Regions from separate parts of the Zea mays genome. Here region 2 is linked to region 1. The links are chromatin contacts, called in public Hi-C maps. All regions are on one chromosome and are shown on one strand. Each heading gives the region's core, a stretch centred on a gene start, on an enhancer-like site or on the middle of the called end of the contact. The rest is flanking DNA. Distances are from core to core; before and after follow the strand shown.

Region 1 (4,349 bases), core at 1,160-3,659:
ACTTCAGGCCATATCGTGTGCTCTGGGTCATCGCTCTCCGCATGGATAGAGGTTCGGTGCTGCCGCGTGGCCCATGGGCATGTGGCACAAGCCTTTGGCTAAAAGCAAGCTCGTCCACCCACATTCAACGTAGACGGTTGAGGCGCAGGTTCGAATGACCGCACCACGCGTTAACTAGGCGAGCGGTTGCGTGTCAGCATAGTGCACATAGGTCGCACAATGTACCACGGGTTACCGAGGCGAGCAGTTATGCCACGCGCGTGGGTGGCGTCATCATGAGTAACCGTTGGCTCGAGTAGTGCACCCACTGCAGCGCCGACTAGAGGCGGCAGTTCACCTCTGTCACCATTAACTCATGTGCATGTCAGTATGGCTGACCCCTACACACGTCAACGTAACAGACTCTCCTTCGGTGCCGACTCGAGCCGGTAGACAGGACGGAGGCACATCTGGTCGAAAGATCCGCACGACGACCGAGTGAGAAGATCTTTGTCTGACGCATCATTTAAAGCTCGATGTTGTATGTTATTTAATACTATATTGTCGGGCAAACTTGTTGGAGCTCAGCATCCTTGTACGTGTCCCCATGACTATAAAAGGGAGGGCACATACGATACAAGGGGACAAGCTCTCTCAATTTCACACTCAAAACTCACAAGCATGGGAGCTCCCAGCGATACAACTCAAAAGCGGATGTATGATATTACGCTCCGACAACCTGAACCACTCTAGATTCTCGCGTATCCCTTTGTTCTTAAAATTAGACGGGTGCTCTTCGCCAACCGGCTAAAGTTGACCTCCTCGGGCGACCAGCTGGAGTTTACCTCCGACAGCCATCATAACCAACTGCAAAACCAGAGTTGCGGGAGGAACAAAGTGATGATTCGACACTGTACATGGTTGTGGGATGATAGATATGCTTCTTTTCTTCCCCTCGAAAGAAAGAAACAACAGTGGTCTAATCATGGTGATAACATGCATGTTGCGAGTATTTGCGACTAAAATTAAAGAGGACAGGATAATAGTAATAAATGAATTTTGACCGTTCTCCGTTGGTCAGAGGAGGTTTGAGGAAGAGCTCGTTGGTCACGTCACACGACTCCCCACAACTCTTGACGTGGGCTGTGGGCACGCATGAGGGAGGAAAAATTAACTCCCATATAAAAGGATCGTGTGAGCTAGTAGTTAACTATAGGTAGCGAGATATCCTGGATCAATTTGGATAAGAGAGTGAGATCATACTATATAAAATATCTGTAACCGTAATATGGTGGCTGAAATAAGTATCTGCTAGTTACACAATGCAAATAACTGCTTAATAAGATGAAAAATGCTGTTTCGCTCAAATGTAAAATAGAACTAGCAATACGAGATTTCAGGCCGGGCACGCAAAAGATGAAAGTAACCAGTATGTTTCTCAAGTACATCAGAACAGATGCGCATACAGATGAAAGGCAAAAAGAGAGAGAGAGAGATAGAAAAGAGGAAGGAACAAATACAAGAACGAGGCCGCTAGCATCCGCGCGCACACGGAACCTCCAGAGACTCTACCGGTACTTCCTCGACGACGAGTTCATGAACCTGATGCACTCCTCCACCGCTTCGCTCTTGTGCGAGTCATCGACGACGACGACCGTCGTCGGCGCGGACGACTGCTGCTGCCGCCTGCTACTACGCCGCCTCGCCGGCGTGCCGCAGTCGGGCGAAGCGGCGCCGGCGCCTGCTTGTGCTCTCTTGGCCGCCGTCGTCGACGGGGGCCGAAACGCCCTGGCGATGCTTACCCGCGCTCGCCTGTAGAAGCGCGCGGCCGTCCACCGCGCGGTCCGCAGCAGGCGAGAGCCGCACGCGCCTCGCACTCGCCGTTGCCGAGGTCGCTCCTCCTCCCGGTCCCGGTCCGGCGCCGACGCCGTCCGGCCCGCGGACCGCCTGGTGGACGGCAGGGAGATCATGGGCGTGATCTCGGCTGGGCTGATCCGTGTACAGTCGCTCCCTTTCCTCCTCATGCCGTCGGTCGGATGATGCCTGATCATGCAACCCCCCCAATATAGTGTGCGCGTAGCGTATGCGTGACGGGGACAGCCTAGCTAGTCGCCGCCGCCTACGCACGAGACGTTTTATACGCGGCAAGGGCTGGTGCGGTGGTGTGTGGTGGTGCCTGTGCTATGCCTCTCGGCGGTCTCAGCTCAAAGGCCGGCCTGCGTGCGAGTGTATGTGACAAGAGCATGGAAGGGCTGCGAGCTGGGAACACAGCAGAAAAGAAAAAGAGGCAAAGGGAGACACAAGGCTCTGAAAGAAAAAGGCTGGTCGACCTAGTCTATTTGACCGCTATGGTGGCATGGATCGGATGAGAGAAGCGAGCAGCAGAGAGCAGAGTGCTCACGGTCACGGATCGGCCTCCGCTCTTCTATATGACCAGGAGCCGGAGCCGCCAAGGGCTTTGCAGCTTTAAAGCAAGCAGGGAGGGGAACCGGAGCCCAGAGCAACAGGAGACGAGACGGTATATTCTTGTTGCCTTGCGCCGGTGATGGTGACCGGAGAATATTTATATTTACAGTGGAAGCGAGCAAGCAGGATCTAGCCGAGGCTGGAGATGGAAAAGTAATAAAAGCAGAGCGAGAGGTGGCCGAGCTCGCAGTTCTTTTGAGGCTGGCAGCTAGCAAGGGCCGCGATGAACTGCTGAGTGCTGGAGCTCCCAGACAAGGCGACGCGACGCGACGGGGAGACATGGCCCCGGTTTGGTTCAGCTTCTTGGGGGCTTCTGGCCATCAGAAGCTAGAAGCTGAACCAAACACTTAACTTTTTAGCCAGCTTTTATAAAATTCGTTTAGATAAAAATCATTCAAAATCAACATAAACACATAATTGGTTGAGTTATTGTAATAGTAGTAATCCGTCACTTTCTAGATCCTGAGTCCTATGGACAAGTTTATCTTTCTTCGCACGTAATCCTAATAATACTTAAATTCTCTACACAGTCAGATTCTCAGAAAAGCTGGTAAAAAAAATTGAACCAAACAGACCCATGGAATTGGCGGGACGGGGCGGCGGTGCTCGCGGAAGGATAGGGGACAGAGTGGGGCCTGCCCCGGCGTGCCCGTTGCCCGAGGCATGACGACATGGGACGCGACGTGTCCGGCATGGACGGTGCGGCGCGCCGCCACCAATCATTGTCCATTTCGGGGGACGTTTTCTCGGGAATGTGGGTGGGTGGGTACCCGATCGAGCGCTGGGACGGGACGACAGACGACTGCGTTGCCTGTGCAGGTCGTGGTCAGTCGCAGTGCTGCAGACCTGCAGCAGTACGGCGGCCAGGCAGGGTGTGCCGTCGTCTTTTGCGCGCGCGCGCGCTACGCTACGCTATTTTTCCTATGGGTTTTCTGGCTGCGTATACTGATCGCTCGCTTCCGGATTGTTAGACCGTGTCAGCCGTATGAAAATTCAAAACACGACCGCACTAGTTGTAGAGTGAAATTTAAAGAGGGTACAAGGATAAATAAACTGTTAGATCTTACATCTAGTTTCTAAAATCTAGATAAAACGGCGGAGATATTTGGATCCTTCCGTTGTTAATAATCTGGATTTATTTATAGTTGACTGAGTTACAAAAACTAGCTAAAGCTAGGTATCAACAACTTCTACTTTTTCAGATTAATTCTGAAAAAAAAACTGGAACAACAAACGGGCAAAAACTAACATATTTAAATCCAACGTCTTTTGAAATAAGATTATTAAAATTTAAGGGTCTGTTTGGTTCGGCTATAGATTTCTGAAAATCTAACTCTACCTGTAAGTTGTATGAAAACTACTGCGAGCTAACACTTATCTTAACCTAAAATATGTTTGGTTCGAAAAGGTGTGGGTTCTATGACGTACAACTATAGAAAACTACTGCATGTATCAATAACTAATTATGCCAAAAGGGTAGGGTTTTACGAGAGATGGCTTCTATGGTTTCTATGACGCACAACTATAACTATGACGTACGGTTGTGAGAAAACTAATGCGACCTAACAGTACGACCGTAGTGTACCCTATTGCGCTTACTTGAAAAAGGTGATATGAGATTTATCGGGGAAATGATCCCTGATCCCTGGGACCCGCCGGTTAGTACGTGAGCGCGCTGAGAAAGAGCCCCTGATCGCTCGACCTGCTAGTCAGTCAAAAGAGGCAGGTGTGCCAACCCTGTAAGGACCCGACCTAGCTCGGTCGAACCGCGCGGCACCGAGCTCGAGGTCGGACGTGGCAGGGCAACAATGGGCCCCGTGAGTCATAAGGGAACCTGTAAGTGCAATCAACCCTAATTGAGGGTTTTGGTGATTAATGACAAAACAAACTGAGATTCTAACAAG
Region 2 (4,374 bases), core at 504-3,003, 50 kb after region 1:
CATATCTTGTGCATCGCGTACATCATTGAAGACACTATGAGCCTACTTGTTTCAGCTTTTTCTGACGAGCTTTTCTAAGGATCTAACTGTGGGATGAATCTGAGTATTGTTGCTTTTCTAAGGATCTAACTGTGGGATGAATCTGAGTATTGTGGGAATTACGTGTGGAGGAAGATGAAGTGGTCTATAGGGTTTCGAATCTATTTGAATGTTTTTTGAAAAATGTGGTAAAATATTAGACGTTCAGCCGTCCACAACAGTTTCTAATAACTAGAAGCTGGAAATAAGCTGAACATCATCTATGTTCGAGTGTGAATTTATTTTAGACTTTTTTTTGAAATGAAAGTATTGTAGGAAGGTCCTACAATTTATTCTAGACGTTGGTTGATGTAAAAGTTAGCTCAGCCAACAGTAAGTGAACTAGCTTCTTATCGATGTGCTAACATAATTAAATGTTACTAATATTTTGTATGTATCGTGTAATTCATGTTCATCGTTGAAGATATTAGATACAACTATATATTATACGTTGATCAATCTGAAAACCGATTAGACTATGAATGGGGCGATGTATATTTTCAGTATAGATGTCCCAACAGTGCGGGCCGCCCGTTTGGCCCGTGGCACGACACGAATTTAGCCCCGTCCAAACACGGCCCGACACGGTCGGTTACGGGCCCGGACCGGCACGGCCCGTTTAGCGGGCCAGGTATGGGCAGATACGGCGGTCCGCGTGCTTTGGCCTGGCCCGGCCCGATAAATGGGTCGGCCCGACGGCGGTCCGCATATTTATGTAAATACTAAATATATAAATACATTTAATTCTCTCATAATATGTAAATACTAAATACGCGCCCAAACATATATAAAATGCATACATGAATATAAAATGCATACATAAATATTTTTGTTGCCTTAATATATGTAAATAATATTTATTATATATGATTAATTCTGTTAAATGTATATATTTATATACCGCTCTACTGTTGGTTCGGGCCAGTGGCCGGCCCGGTACGTTGAGGCCCACCGGGCCAATGGGTTGGCCCCGCACGATTTTTCCCTGTGCGTGCCGGGTTTAGGCATGTCCCTAGGCACGTAGGCCAGCCCGACCCGACCCGAAGCATCAACGGGCCGTGCCGGGTCGAAACGGGTTCGAGCCGGGTCCGTGCCGGGTGGCCTGTTTGGACATCTATAATTTTCAGCGATGGACTGATTTTGTGTTCGCTGTGAATTAAAACCAGTTATTTAATCTGCTGCAGCTACAATCCACATAGACAAAATCTATAAAAATAAATAAGTCTTTTCGGATTAAAACCAAACCAAACGGACAACTTTGGTGTTTTATTGCGCCACCGTGTGGTTGTGCGTCAAGCCGTCAACCACGTGCTCCTCACTGTGGCGACGTCCCGTTAAGCGCCATCTGAATATATCTGGGTTCGTAAATCGTAACGTTAGAAAAGAAAAGAAAAAAATGATAGGGAATGTGAAATCACGGTAGTCCTCAGCAGGATCGTCATTTCGTCAAGTAATAAAGAGATAAAATCGGATTTCATGATCATGCGTAATTAAAAAAGGGAAAGGGACAGTGTGGCAAAAAAAATTTCCTGGATTGCTATGGATCCAAACCTCCTAGATTCCATGGGTTGGCCGTTAGGAGGCCTGTCGGTCGTGGCCAACTGGCCATTAACATCCACGAGCTAGTGGGTACCTAAGGCACGTACGTATTGACGTTTTCTTTCGTTCATGGGCTGGGCCAGCATCAGCAAGAGAACAGACTCGCTACCCGATGGTTGATGGGCTAGAAGAGTGACCGTCCTAGGCTGCAATATCGTCAACGTTGACATTAATTTGCGTGCCAGACTGCTGTGCAATGAAGCTTTGTTATTAGCAATGATTTTTTTAATCTTTAATCCTTTTTAAACTACTTTTAAAAATAATATAAGTGTATTATTTCTTAGAACTAATCTATATGACGGCACTGGTCTCCCTACCATAACCAAATCGAACAATTGTACTGACGCATTTAGGTGCCGTATGGTTCACATATTTGTGACGTAATGGGTAACAGATAACGTTAAATCATGTTTGTTTTAGTCCAATCGTAATCAGATACCACACTAAAATTTGATATCAGTCTATTTAAATTTGTTACCGCCAGTAATCGAACGTAAATTATTACTATTATCATTTGTGTTATATTTTTTGAACCAAACAGCACTTTAGTGTGGTTGGCCAACATGACAGGCTAGCCGCACACTAACAAATGACGTGGCACTCCTCATATCGGCCGTGCGTCACACGTGGAACTGTGGAAGGTAGTCTGCTGAATTCCAGAGACATCCGGAGAAGAGCGATGGCGTTGTTTTCTTGTCGTTGCTACCAAATCGAACGGCTGAGAACAGGTAAGATGAAGTGGACGTCCGGTTTTGCGCATTTGCTCCCTGCTTTAATATGGGGTCCATGTGGATGCAACACTAGTAAATATGGTATTGGACATTTGGACAGTCAATTGATTTAGGAACCACTTAATCCTTCTCCAATGGTAGTCGGTGAATCAATGTGATGTTCAATAGGCATTGCTAACAATGACTTTGATGTGGGTTCATATGAGTAGAATGAGTAGAAGGAATAGGAGGAGGAAATGATCTCTGGTGATGATAGCAATTATTTAGATGGCTTTAAAGAGTATGACAGTGATTATGGAGAGGGTACGTCATGATTTATTTTTAATTAGAATGATGTAAAAGTATTTTTAAAATATTATCTTTTTATTGATGATGTATTTGGGGATATTGAGATCATACTTCAATTTTGTTTCGGTTATTTTATTGCTCGTAGTTATGCTTATTATTCATTTAAATTGTTGTTTGCATTATATCAAACCTTAGTATATGCAAAGAGGATTTGACATTTTATGAGTACATAGAAAGATGGGAATATGAAAAACCATCACATAAGTCATGTTGTACCACATGTATAGATTCTATTTAGTCGTCTTTAGATAGTAGGAGTTTTACTTTATATAGATTGCTTTATTATGTATAGGTTTCAAAACAAAACATTTCCTCAAATAACATGCAATAAACTAGTCATGTGATCAATATAGAGTGTATAAAACAATAATTTACATATATAATGGGTGTGGATTCAAGCGATGAAACACTAGTTGTGAGGGAAAAGATCCTCGGGCCTCTGGGGCCCACTAGTTAGAGAGAACACATGGAGGAGGACCTCCGACTACCTAGGACCACCTGTCTGTCAGCAAGGGAATAGGGGAACCGACTACCTTAAAGTACCCACACCCGAATAAACCTCGAGGCACCGAGCCCGAAGTCGGGAGTGACAGAGTTATAGAGGAGGACCAAGCGAACCAAAAGGAAAACCACTCGAGTAGAATTCTCGCCTGGACCGAGACTCACCCGCTAAAAATGGCCAACCGCATTAACTACGCCTTACACTGAGTCGCAATAGAGAATTGATCCGTGTAACATCCCAAAATTTCAACCCAGGTTTGAAACCCTAACCCCCCCCCCCTAATTCCCCTCCCCCATTTTATTCTAATCCCTTAACCCTACCCCTAGGTCACCCAAATCATATGCATGCACTTAAAATGATTTGAAGCACCTCACATAGACCATATTTATCACCAAGTTCATTTAGAGAATTTTTGTTAAGAGAAAAAGGAGCAAAAAGACACAAAAGTAGAAAAGAAAAACAAAAAAGAAATAGATTAAGAAAAGGAAAAGGGAAAACCCCTCTCCCCTCCCTCGGCTGGGCCGAATCCCAGCCCAGCTCGCGCGCGCCGCTTCTCCCCCCTCTCTCCCGGCCCAGGCGGCCCAAACCGCGCGCCACTCCCGCCCCCTGACTTCCGGGCCCCGCCCGTCAGCGCCTCCCCGCTCTCTCTCTTGCGCGGACCTCTCTCACTGGCAGCCCGACCCCACCTGTCAGCTCCTTCTCCCTCGCCCATCCCTCACCGGCGCGATCGCCGCCGAGCGCCCCTCGCCTTGTCGCCTCGCCATTAATGCCCGCCAGCCCCCGCGACAACCCCGCCACTGTGCTTGAGCCGACCACTCACCCCCTCAGCCTGCCCGAGCCGTCCCAATCGGCGTTAGCGCCATTCCCGTACCCATGGCGAGCTCGCCGGTGCTCGCCGTCTCCCCCATCCCCCTCCCTCCCCCGAGCGCCTATAAAAGGGCCCGCTCGAGCCCCGTCTTCGCCACACAACACCAGCCATCCTCGCTGCCCTCCTCCCCGAGCTGTTCCAGCAAGCGCCGCCGTGCCCCTGCCTTGCTCCGGTGAGCGCCCTTCCCCCTCCCTAGCGTCTCTCTGTTCAATTAAACTATGGCCGAAGCTCCGCCACACGCTCGCGAT

The links. Hi-C and Micro-C count contacts between places; a contact is called where the count stands out from the background.
Region 2: a Hi-C map of ear shows a contact between it and region 1, with 3 times the contacts expected there. The contact joins the enhancer-like site here to the promoter of LOC100274887 in region 1. A contact is called at or near these places in 7 of 25 Hi-C or Micro-C datasets (ear, leaf, root tip and 1 more).

Annotation. Positions count from the first base shown.
Region 1 is chr8:173,830,207-173,834,555 of Zm-B73-REFERENCE-NAM-5.0, forward strand. LOC100274887 reads right to left here and starts at 2,410. Exons shown (of 1, transcript NM_001149146.1): 1 at 1,384-2,410. The coding sequence starts at 2,030. The coding sequence ends at 1,548.
Region 2 is chr8:173,881,013-173,885,386 of Zm-B73-REFERENCE-NAM-5.0, forward strand. No RefSeq gene overlaps it. Among protein-coding and RNA genes, the nearest start is that of LOC103636474, 27 kb to the right of the region's middle. Within about 2 kb of position 1,754, at least 18 of the 20 cell types and tissues checked have an H3K27ac peak or open chromatin away from gene starts, as enhancers often do. A contact at or near this core is called in ear, leaf, root tip and 1 more, where this site is marked.